2 separate regions of the Mus musculus genome follow, and region 1 is linked to region 2. A link is a contact called in public HiChIP or PLAC-seq data. All regions are on one chromosome and are shown on one strand. The core of a region is the stretch at or near the end of the contact, and the rest is flanking DNA. Distances in the headings are between cores, read along the strand shown. Region 1 overlaps Arhgap23 (Rho GTPase activating protein 23). Region 2 overlaps Gm31005 (a long non-coding RNA gene).

The links. HiChIP or PLAC-seq counts read pairs in DNA pulled down with a chosen protein or histone mark.
Region 1: a FOXA1 HiChIP or PLAC-seq map of pancreatic cancer cells shows a contact between it and region 2. The contact joins two enhancer-like sites. A contact is called at or near these places in 2 of 39 promoter capture datasets (the C10 cell line and embryonic stem cells), 1 of 15 datasets of contacts at CTCF or cohesin (embryonic stem cells), 4 of 484 Hi-C or Micro-C datasets (all in embryonic stem cells), 7 of 115 datasets of contacts at active chromatin or transcription factors (embryonic stem cells and pancreatic cancer cells) and 2 of 9 other capture datasets (adipose tissue and liver).

The regions. Positions count from the first base shown.
Region 1 is chr11:97,475,893-97,481,012 of GRCm38.p6, forward strand. It overlaps Arhgap23 (Rho GTPase activating protein 23), which reads left to right. Exons shown (of 19, transcript NM_021493.2): 15 at 156-281. Among named protein-coding and RNA genes, the nearest start is that of 4933428G20Rik, 22 kb to the right of the region's middle. Within about 2 kb of position 1,674, at least 41 of the 459 cell types and tissues checked have an H3K27ac peak or open chromatin away from gene starts, as enhancers often do. A contact at or near this core is called in pancreatic cancer cells, where this site is marked.
Region 2 is chr11:97,299,468-97,304,420 of GRCm38.p6, forward strand. It overlaps Gm31005 (a long non-coding RNA gene), which reads right to left. Exons shown (of 4, transcript XR_389002.3): 3 at 3,002-3,068; 4 at 1,864-2,840. Among named protein-coding and RNA genes, the nearest start is that of Gm31005, 9.2 kb to the right of the region's middle. Within about 2 kb of position 2,889, at least 140 of the 459 cell types and tissues checked have an H3K27ac peak or open chromatin away from gene starts, as enhancers often do. A contact at or near this core is called in pancreatic cancer cells, where this site is marked.

The sequences.
Region 1 (5,120 bases), core at 424-2,923, 180 kb after region 2:
ATCCAGCTTAAATTCTATTCAGCAAACCTCTTTGCCCATGTGAGATGTCTGACCCCACTCTAAGGACATGTCAGAGTTGGGGATGGTGGCCTCAGTGACCCAGAGAGGTCATGTTCAAAGCAATGATCCTGGGATTTTCCCCTCCTCCAACCCAGATGGAACCCCGGAACCTGGCTCTGGTCTTCGGGCCAACATTGGTAAGGACATCTGAAGACAACATGACAGACATGGTGACCCACATGCCGGACCGCTACAAGATCGTGGAGACGTTGATCCAGCATGTAAGTGCCCGTTGCATATTTTTATACCAGATGCCCAGGACCAGACTGTGCTCCTACCAGCCTGTGTGCCCCGGGATGCTTGCAAAAGCACCCGCTGCCAAAGAGGGCACTGCTAGGGCCTGCCTGGCTCACAGCAGTGACAGGCTGCCATCAACACCAACACGAGGAACAAGATTGGAAGAAGAGTCAGGGAGGAGATGCAGGGATAGGGCCATGTGGCTGGAGACGGATGCACAGGCTCCTCAGTAGGGCTGTTGTAGGGGAGGTGGCCTGCAGAACTGGGCACACAGTGTGACTTGGGTGTCAGAGGTCTGTCTGTTCCCCAACAGCCACAGGCCAGGTCAGGAAGCAAGGACCAAGGCCACACCCTCCATGATGCTCTGGTGCCAGCCACTGCTCACCTCCCTTCTGACTCCTAATGAGCCCTGCAAGATTCTTGCTTTTGTCTAGGAAGGATGAAGAAACCATAGTGACCAGCAGAGGGCGATAGAGGCCTCTATCTTCTGAAGCCCACTCAAAAGGCTTCTTCCTGGGCGCTGTTTCTCAACTTGTAGGTTGCCATTCACAGGGATTGCCTAAAACCATCAGAAAACACAGATATTTATGTTACAGCTCACAGCAATAAGGACATTACAGTTATGAAGTAGAACAAACTGTTATGGTCGGGGTCACCTCAGTGTGAGGGACTGTATTAATGGTCACAGCGCTGTGAAGCTTCAGGCTTAGAGGCTCAAGGGTGGGTTTTGTGAATCCCACTTACCTCTGTGACAGCCACACAGCGTGGACCCAGAGTGCCCTACACTGTAGCGAAGAAAAGCTGAGTCTTGTCACCACTTACAGAGGAGGGAAAATAGTGCTGAGGGAGGGGATCACCTGTGCAAGACCACACACCAAGAAATGGCATCTGCAGGAGTTTAGCCAGGTCTGTACACCCAGGGCTGACTTCCCAGCGGGCATCTGCCGGGCCAGGGGATGGAGGCTGTAGTAGGCTTGGGTCATGCTGACTCCGTGGCCTGATCATCCATTCTTTTCACCCCATGTCCGGGATCTGGCTGTATCACGGCCTGCTCTCTACCAGCATGGGGCGGGCCACTTGGATGCTAAGCCTGCTGGCCACACAGGCATCCCTGTGTGACCTGGGAGGGGTTTGGTCTCAAGCACCAGGATCCCTAGAGGTGTCCATGAGGTGAACCGTGGTTGAGAGGGAGGGAGGGAGGGCTTCTGGCTGTATGATTTTTGGAGAAGTTGCTGGAAGCATAAGGCCTGTGGTCAACACAGGAGTTTCTGGAACAGCAGCCTTTGGGAAGAAAGCAGGCCAGTAGCAAGTGGGCTTTCCTAGAGGCAGTGTCTGCCACTCAGTAGGGCAGGGGGCACGTCCGTCTAGATGCATAGCCTAGCGCGTGGGTGGTGAACACGGTGTTTGCTAAGCGGCTGAGTCAGCGGATGAGTGACCTGCTGAGGCCAGGCAGACTGGGCTTTCCTGCAGGGATTCAATTCTGACAAACAGCTGAGCTGGGAAATTTCCATTCTCAGCCTTCCAGGCCTGGGGACATCTTTAACTCTGAGCAGGCTCCTTGGGCCAGACCACCTAAGAGTCTGGAGATCTCTACAGGAGCAGCAGAGGCCAGGCAGAGGTGGCTTGTATAGACTGAAGTCAGTCCTGGTCAGACAGTGACCATTGGAATTAGCAGATAACATTAACTCCTGGGATTTTGGCCCAAATGGCTTCCCACAGAAGATCCTGTCACACAAGGAAGCATGCTGTCCCCAGGCTTCCAGGCCAGACTTCATGAGGTAGAGGGTGGGCAGTGTGAATGGGGCTGCTTCAGAGGAAAGAGGGGGAGACTCTGCTGCTTAGTGGAAGTCACCCCGCAGCCCTGCTGTGCTCCTCAGGTCAGCTAGCACCCAGAGCCCAGAGTGGAGGATTTAGTCATTTATTCGGCGCATGTGGGGCCCTGATACTTCTCAGCCTTGGCACTTTTTCTTTCCCATGTTAGGGATGGTGCCCAGGGCATTGGGTGTGCTATCCCAGTGTTCTTGCACCGAGACACAGTCCTGACAGCGCTCTTTGGTGTGTTGGAGGGTACTTGACACCGTTGCTGTCCTCTGGCCCTTGATACCAGACTGTCTCCTCAACTGTGACATTAGGAAATAGGTCTGTGCCAGGCAGGGAGAGCGAGTTCAAGGCCAGCCAGATGTCACTGAGTTTGAGGAGAGCCCCAGTGGTAGACTGAGACCCATGGCCGTTTTCTCCCCTTTCTCCACATTTTTTGGCCCTTTGTAGGGACACATTGTACGTTATAAGTTCCTCAGACTTTGAGAGTATGTTTGATGCAAGGAAGGACCACGCCCAGGCCTGGACGCATTGTGGGCGGAGCATGAGCACATGCTTTAGCAAATTTAGTTGTCTTTAGTTGGGTTTTTTATTCTCCTTTATATATATGGTATGTTTATTATTTATTTTGAAGGTCCCACTATTAAACCCTAGCCTAGAATTTTCTATGTAGACCAAGCTGACCCAAACTCATAGAGGCCTGCCTGCCTCTCCCTCTGAAGTTCTGTGTTAAGGCATGTGCTGCCGTGCCTGGCTGGTATCTATACTTTATATGTATAGTTATTTCCCACATTCCTTCTATCTGTCTTTTAAATTTTTTGAGCTAATATACAAAATCATGGATTTCATTATGGCATTTTCATAGGGTCACTGTTTAGCCAGCTTCCCCACTGTCCCTCTGTCCCCTTTGCACCCCCTTTATTTATTAGCAGTAGTGCATAGTCTGGGGGTACACATTTCAGGGGTGCTGGAGATCAGAGGACAGCTCAGGAGTTGGTTCTCCTCCTCTTACCGTGGGTCCTGGGGGTTGAACTCACACTGCCTGGCTTGCACAGTAAGTGCCTTTACCACTGGGTCATCGCGATGGTGCCCACACCCGTGCCCGTGTCCTGTCCTTCCTCCGTGAGCACCCCTTTTCCTCTGTGTCACGCTCTGTTACCCTCTCCCTTCTAAGCTCCCTGTCCATTACTGTTTCTTCCTCCCTGAACTTGGCCCCTTCCTATCTTCATGGATCTGAGAAAACAGGAAGTGTTTGTCTTTCTATGAATCTGGCTTAACGTAAAGATGTACAGTTCTGCCATTTTCTGGCAGATGTCATGATTTTGATTCAGCTGTAAACATGGCCAGGCATGTAGTTTTGTTTTTAGCTTTTGAGGAATTTCTACACTGACTTCTGTAATGGCTGCACCAGGTTTATATCCCTGCCAGCAGCGAGTAAGCGTAACTCTGCCCCACATCCTCGCAAGCACTGTTACCCTTCATTGTCTCTGTCTCTCCCACTCTCCCATTCCCTTCCCCCCACCTCCACCCCACCTGAGACTGGCCTTGAACTCCTGATCCGCTGGCCTCTACTTCCTAAGTGCTGGGATTCTAGGTGTGTAGCACGTTGGCCCTTGTGGATCTGCTATCCTGTTCCACTGGTTTACTGTTTTGTCCTAGGATGTAGTATAGTTTAAGGTCAGGCATTGTGACGCCCCTTCAGTTTTCCTCATTTAGCTTAATATGGGCTTACTATGTTGATGTGTGCGCCTTCTATTCCTAGTGTGGTCATGAAGGGCCTTGAGCTTTCTCTGCATCTGTTGAGGTGATCACATCACTGTCCTTGATATATATTTGCACACTGCATTACATTTATTGATTGGCACACATTCAACCTTGCACATCGGATGAAACCGCCTTGGTCACGGTGTGTGGTAACTGTAATGTATTCTTGAGTTTGGCCTGCAAGTATTTGTAGATAATTTTTGTGTCCCTGGTCGTCAGGGAGATTGGTCTGCAGTTTTGTTCTCTGTTGGACGCTTGCCTAGTTTGGCATCAGGGTAGAACTGACGTTGTACAGTGACCTCAGTACTGGGCTTCTCTCTCCGATAGGGGAACTGCTTCAGGGGTGCTGTGCGCTCTTCTGGAAAAGTTTGGTAGAATTTGCAGAGTTGTGCTGGGCAGGTCATTACTGCTTCAGTCTGATTGGTTTTGGTTTGGGGTTTGTTTGTTTTTTGTTTTGTTTTTTGTTTTTTCGAGACAGGGTTTCTCTGTATAGCCCTGGCTGTCCTGGAACTCACTCTGTAGACCAGGCTGGCCTGGAACTCAGAAATCCGCCTGCCTCTGCCTCCCAAGTGCTGGGATTAAAGTGCGTGCACCACCATGCCCAGCTGGTTTTTGGTTTTTGAGCCAGGGTTTTTCTTTTTTGGGGGGGAGGGTGTTCAAGAGTGTTCAGTGTGTGTGTGTGTGTGTGTGTGTGTGTATGTGTGTGTGTGTGTGTATGTATGTATGTGCATGCAGCACCCGTGGAGGCCAGAAGGTGTAGGACCTTTATGTGGTTGTGACCTGCCCAACACGGGTCCCAGGTGACAAACCCAAGTCTTCTGGAGAGCAGCAGCGCCTTTAATACCAAGCTATGTCTCCAGCCCCTCTCTGTTAATTTTTATTTTGGATGCACTATGTAGATTTGAGCAGGACGTTTAAGTACTGCTGTATTGGGGCCACCTACTGTGTTTATTATCTCCTGAGTGTCTCTTGTAGGAGTGGAAGCAGAGGTTCACACGCACACATTCGTGTCACATCCATCTTAGACAGGATGGGACTCACAATGTAGACCATCTATAACCTGGGGCTTTTCCACTTGCCCCCCAATTCCTGAAAATTTACCAGAGGCCATCAGTTTTTTGGGCTTGTTCTCTGACTAGTTCATAACTTGTATAATCCATTTTCTCTATTCTGTTTCTGCCACATAGCTGGTTAGTGACCTCTCGTAGTTTCATAGGTCTGAGTGATAAATCTTCTCTCAC
Region 2 (4,953 bases), core at 1,639-4,138:
GCAAAATGCTTCCGTGGACTATATTGAAAAAGGGCGGTAGTAGAGCAGTTAAGTTCTATGTTGGCCTTTCTCTGCCCTTGTCAACAGCTGGAATCTCTGTCCTAGTTAAGAAAGGCTGAAGTTATTCAAGAGGGTGCTCGGCATTGCTCACTTAAAAATGGCAGGTCAACCACAGGTATTTTACTGCAACAGAATATCTTAAAAAAAAACAATAAAAGTTTTAGAAGCTATTACTTACAGGAGTTAAACTATTTTTTTTTTTATTACTGGGTGGTGGTGATATACAGCATGCATTTAATTCCAGCACTTGAGAGGCAGACATAGTCGGATCTCTGTGAGTTTGAGGCCAGCCTGGTCTACATTCCAGGACAGCCAGGACTACATGGAGGAACCCTGTCTCAGTATATATAAATATGTATAATATTATACATTATATAATTATATATACATTTTTTCTCTTTTGATAAAGGGTCTCACTATGTAGCCCAGGCTAGCCTTTAGCTTTTACTGATCCTCCTGCCTCTCTGCCATCCCAGAGCTAGTATTACCAGTGTATGTCACCAAGCTTGGCTTTGTTTCCTTTCCTTTTCACAGTATCCTGGAGAGACACAAATCCATGTCACACAAATGAGTGACCTATGGCTATCTTGGGAATGTGTAAAGCTAGTTGAAGCATACCCAAATATAGAAATTGTATCACACAGTAATTTCAGCACCAGAGAGGTGGAAGCGGGAGAGTAAGACGTTCACTGCTGGGGCTGGTGAGATGGCTCAGGGGGTAAGAGCACTGACTGCTCTTCCAAAGGTCCTGAGTTCAGATCCCAGCAACTATATGGTGGCTCACAACCACCCACAATGAGATCTGATGTCCTCTTCTGGTGTGTCTGAAGACAGCTACAGTGTACCTACATATAACAATAAATAAATCTTTGAAAAAAGAAGAAGAAGAAGAAGAAGAAGAAGAAGAAGAAGAAGAAGAAGAAGAAGAAGAAGAAGAAGAAGAAGAAGAAGAAGAAGTTCACTGCCAGCCTCGGCTACTTAGTGAATTCAAGGCCAGACTAGGCTGCATTCAATCCATTTCAACAAACAGGGAAAAAAAAGTAAAGTTTGTTGTTGTTGTTGCTGCTGCTGTTGCTGCTGTTTTATTATGTTAGGAATTGGAGATATGACTTGGGGGTTAAGAGCATTGGCTTCTCCTCCAGGGGACCTATGTTCTAGTCTCAGCATCACATGCCAGCTTACATCCACATGGAACTGCAGTTGCAGTAGATCTTCTGGTCTCCCAGGCACAGCACATATACTGTGTACAGACATAGGTGCAAGCAAACCATTTGTTGTACACCAACAATTGCATTTTGTATATTTTTTTACAAATAAAATTTGTCGATAGGCATGCTAGCACACACCTTTAATCCCAGCACTTGGGAGGCAGAGACAGGCAGATCTCTGAGTTTGAGGCCGGCCTGGTCTACAGAGTGAGCTCCAGGACAGCCAAGATTACACAGAGAAACCCTGTCTTGAAAAAACCAAAATAAGGCCCGGCGTGGTGGCGCACGCCTTTAATCCCAGCACTTGGGAGGCAGAGGCAGACAGATTTCTGAGTTCGAGGCCAGCCTGGTCTACAAAGAGAGTTCCAGAGCAGCCAGGGCTACACAGAGAAACCCTGTCTTAGGAAAATAAAAAAACTGTGTCTTCTCTGTGGACTTGACCTCCTGTCCAGGGCTCTTAATTCTTCAGTGAGCTCTCTGGTTAACGTCAAGATTGTGGCTTTACTGATTCTCTGCTCTGTTGCTGTTGTTCTGATTGCTGCTGCTGCTGCTGCTGTCGCTATTGTTGTTGTTGTTGTTTTTCTTTTTCTTTTCCTTTTTTTTTTTTCAGCTGACTGCAAGAGGGTTTATTGTACACGAGCTACACTTAGCCACAAGAGAACAGAGCTAGTCCAGAGTGCCGGGGGTCCAGGGCAGAGGGCCAGCGGGACTGTTTTGGTTATAAGAAAGGAGGTCATTTCTCCAGGCGATCGTGGCGAGGTGACATTCCAGTTCTACTGAGACTCATTACCAATGGCAGCACACAGTCCGATAGCTTGTCCCGGCGTCCCGGCCCTCAGCATCCCTCACTTCTGCTCCTGCAGGCGTCGTGGCTGCACCGGCTGGCTAACTTGGACCACTGCCTTATCTTCTCTTGCGCTTCAGCCTGCACATTATCTTCTTCTGCCACTTCGCTCTTATGGCTCAGGAGTCTCAAGGAAGATGGCGCTAAAACCGAGAGCTGTTGTTGTTTTTCTTTCTCAAGACAGGGTTTGACCAAACTAGCCTCAAATTCAGAGATCTACCTGCTTCTGCCTCCCAAGTATTGAGATTAAATGGGTATACTGGGATTAAAGACCCATCACCATGAGGCCTGGCTTGGAGTCACTGCTCTTAGAAAATGAACTTCTCAGCTGAGCATGACAACGTCCATCTATAATCCCAGCTCTCAGGAGGCAGAGACAGGACAGAAAAAGTGTTGCTGGGAATGGAAGGCTAGCCTGGTCTACACATAAGTTCCAGGCCAGCCTGGGCTACATAGTGAAACCGTGTCTCAAAAGAAAAAAAGGAAAAGAGGAAAAAAAAAGAAAGAAAGAAACATGGATCCTTCTCTATCCAAAACAGAAGATGTCAAACAAGGAAAGTAATGCTCTCACTTTATCACATGAGCAAGAGAGGCAGAAAGCAAGGAATCAGCAGTAGTCTGTCCTAAGGAACGGTTCAGGTGATAGCCAGTTACCTAGAAGCAGGGCTATGGCTCTGTTCCCGAGTGATTTTTCCCACCAGTAGCTGTCATCACAGTTTCCAGAAAGGCTGCCAAGCAATAGCAGGAATTAGCATTTCACACAACCACTCCCACATACACTCAGAGGCCTTGGAACTTTTCCCAACTACTCTCTACTCTTTGCCCTCCCGCCTTCCCTTTCCTCCCCCCACGCCCCATTCCAGATAAACAGGCAAGGTGTTTGACTCACCTAAAGAAGAGGCCTTCAGCTGTGAAAGGCACCACCCTCTGTAGGAGCTCTTTAAGCTCAACTGTTTCTAAGAATCAAAAAAAAAAAAAAAAAACACCCAGGGATAAACATCTACCCTCCTTTCCCTTCTCCCCTGGCGGCCTCCCCTGCAAACAATACCCTAGCGATTTAGACACTCAGCACTCTCCTGCAGCGAGCAACCCAGAGCAACCCAGGCCTCAGTTTCATTTCAACAACGTGTGACTTGATTAAGTTGTATACCAACCCACAGCAAGGCCTGGCTGTTATTGGGTCTTAATGGATGTTTGAATAGCCTTGCCTCAATTGGCCTCTGGCATCTCCTGAATTTCACAGAGTGCCAGGATTGTAAGAGACTGCCTGACAGGCCAACTGCTTCCTGCCTTGGAAGATCTACCCAGAGACAAGAAGACAGAGGCTCCATGCTTCAGAGGGAAAGAGCTTCCCCGTACATCCAACCCACACATTCTCTGCCACAAGCTGAAGGAGTCCAAGCAGATCAGCTAGCAGGAAGGCTGAGACCAAGAGCTGGATTTTAGTACAGGGACCATTACAACAGTGACATTGGAAATTGGTGGGGACTCAAGTAAAACTAACCCAAGAGCAGAACATCTGTTAGAGTTAAGAATCAGCTTTATTTTCGGGAGGCAGAGGCAGGCAGATTTCTGAGTTCGAGGCCAGCCTGGTCTACAGAGTGAGTTCCAGGACAGCCAGGGCTACACAAAGAAACCCTGTCTCGAAAAAAAAAACAAAAAAGAAAAGAAAAGAAAGAAATGATCTCTAAGGCCACATAGCTGGCTCAGTACACACAGGAAGTCAATACACAATGCGAGTGCAGTGGCGTTCACGTCTGCAACCCTCACGTCTGTAATCCCAGCACTCACACTGAGAGGAGGACCCGGCGCAGAAGTGTCCAGAGTCTCCACATGTGAGCCATCACACACAGGGCATTTTCATATAGTTTCTTTCCAGATAGAGTCTTATGTAATAGCCTAGGCTAGCCTCCTGTCTCCATAACTCAAGTTCCAGGATTATAGACAGATATGCTCCACCACTGCCTGCTTTCATAATATTTTTTGAAAATACTTCTTTATTTAGCTAGGCATGGTGGTGTATGCCTTTAATCCCAGGGCTCAGGGGACAGAATCAGGTACATCTCTGTGAATCTAAGGCCTGGTCTACATAGCTATTCCTGGCCAGCCAGATCTACATGTTAAGGACCTGTCTCAAAAAAAGACAGTCCAACCTTAAAGTATGCAGCAGCAGGAATGAGGGATCCTGCCCCAGCGAGGTGAGAACCAGGAACCCCACAAGCTTTCCTCTGACCTCCACGTACTTGCTGTGAGGCCTGCACATGCGCAGGAATGGCACACTCTCCCACGGAGGCAGGCAACTCACGTACAGACCCACACACCAAATAAGCCAACAGATTCATTGATTAATGCAATTTTTTGGAAAGACTTAAAGGGAAGAATCTAGTCAAAGTTGAAAGCTGGAATCAAGACATCCAGACACAATAACCTAGACTACATTTTCAGGGATTGGTGAGGGAATGAACTTCAGAGATCAAAAGCCTCCCTCCGAATTGCTGGAGAGTCCAAATAGCTGAAGAGGGTCTTTTCACCAGGGAAGGCCTCAATGATACTTTTATATACAGTTGTTTGTGACTTAGCTTCAGAAGTATGTAATGTGGGTTGCTTTAATGGGTCAGCCCCAGATTGGCAGTATTAACATGTTAATATTAATTAATAGAAAAGGTGCAGAAATATGTGGGTAAGAAAATGAGCTTGAAAAAAAAAAAAAAAGCAAAGAAAATGAGCTTGAAAGTTGTAGATGAGCCAGGCAGTGGTGGCGCACGCCTTTAATCCCAGCACTTGGGAGACAGAGGCAGGCAGATTTCTGAGTTCGAGGCCAGCCTGGTCTACAAAGTGAGT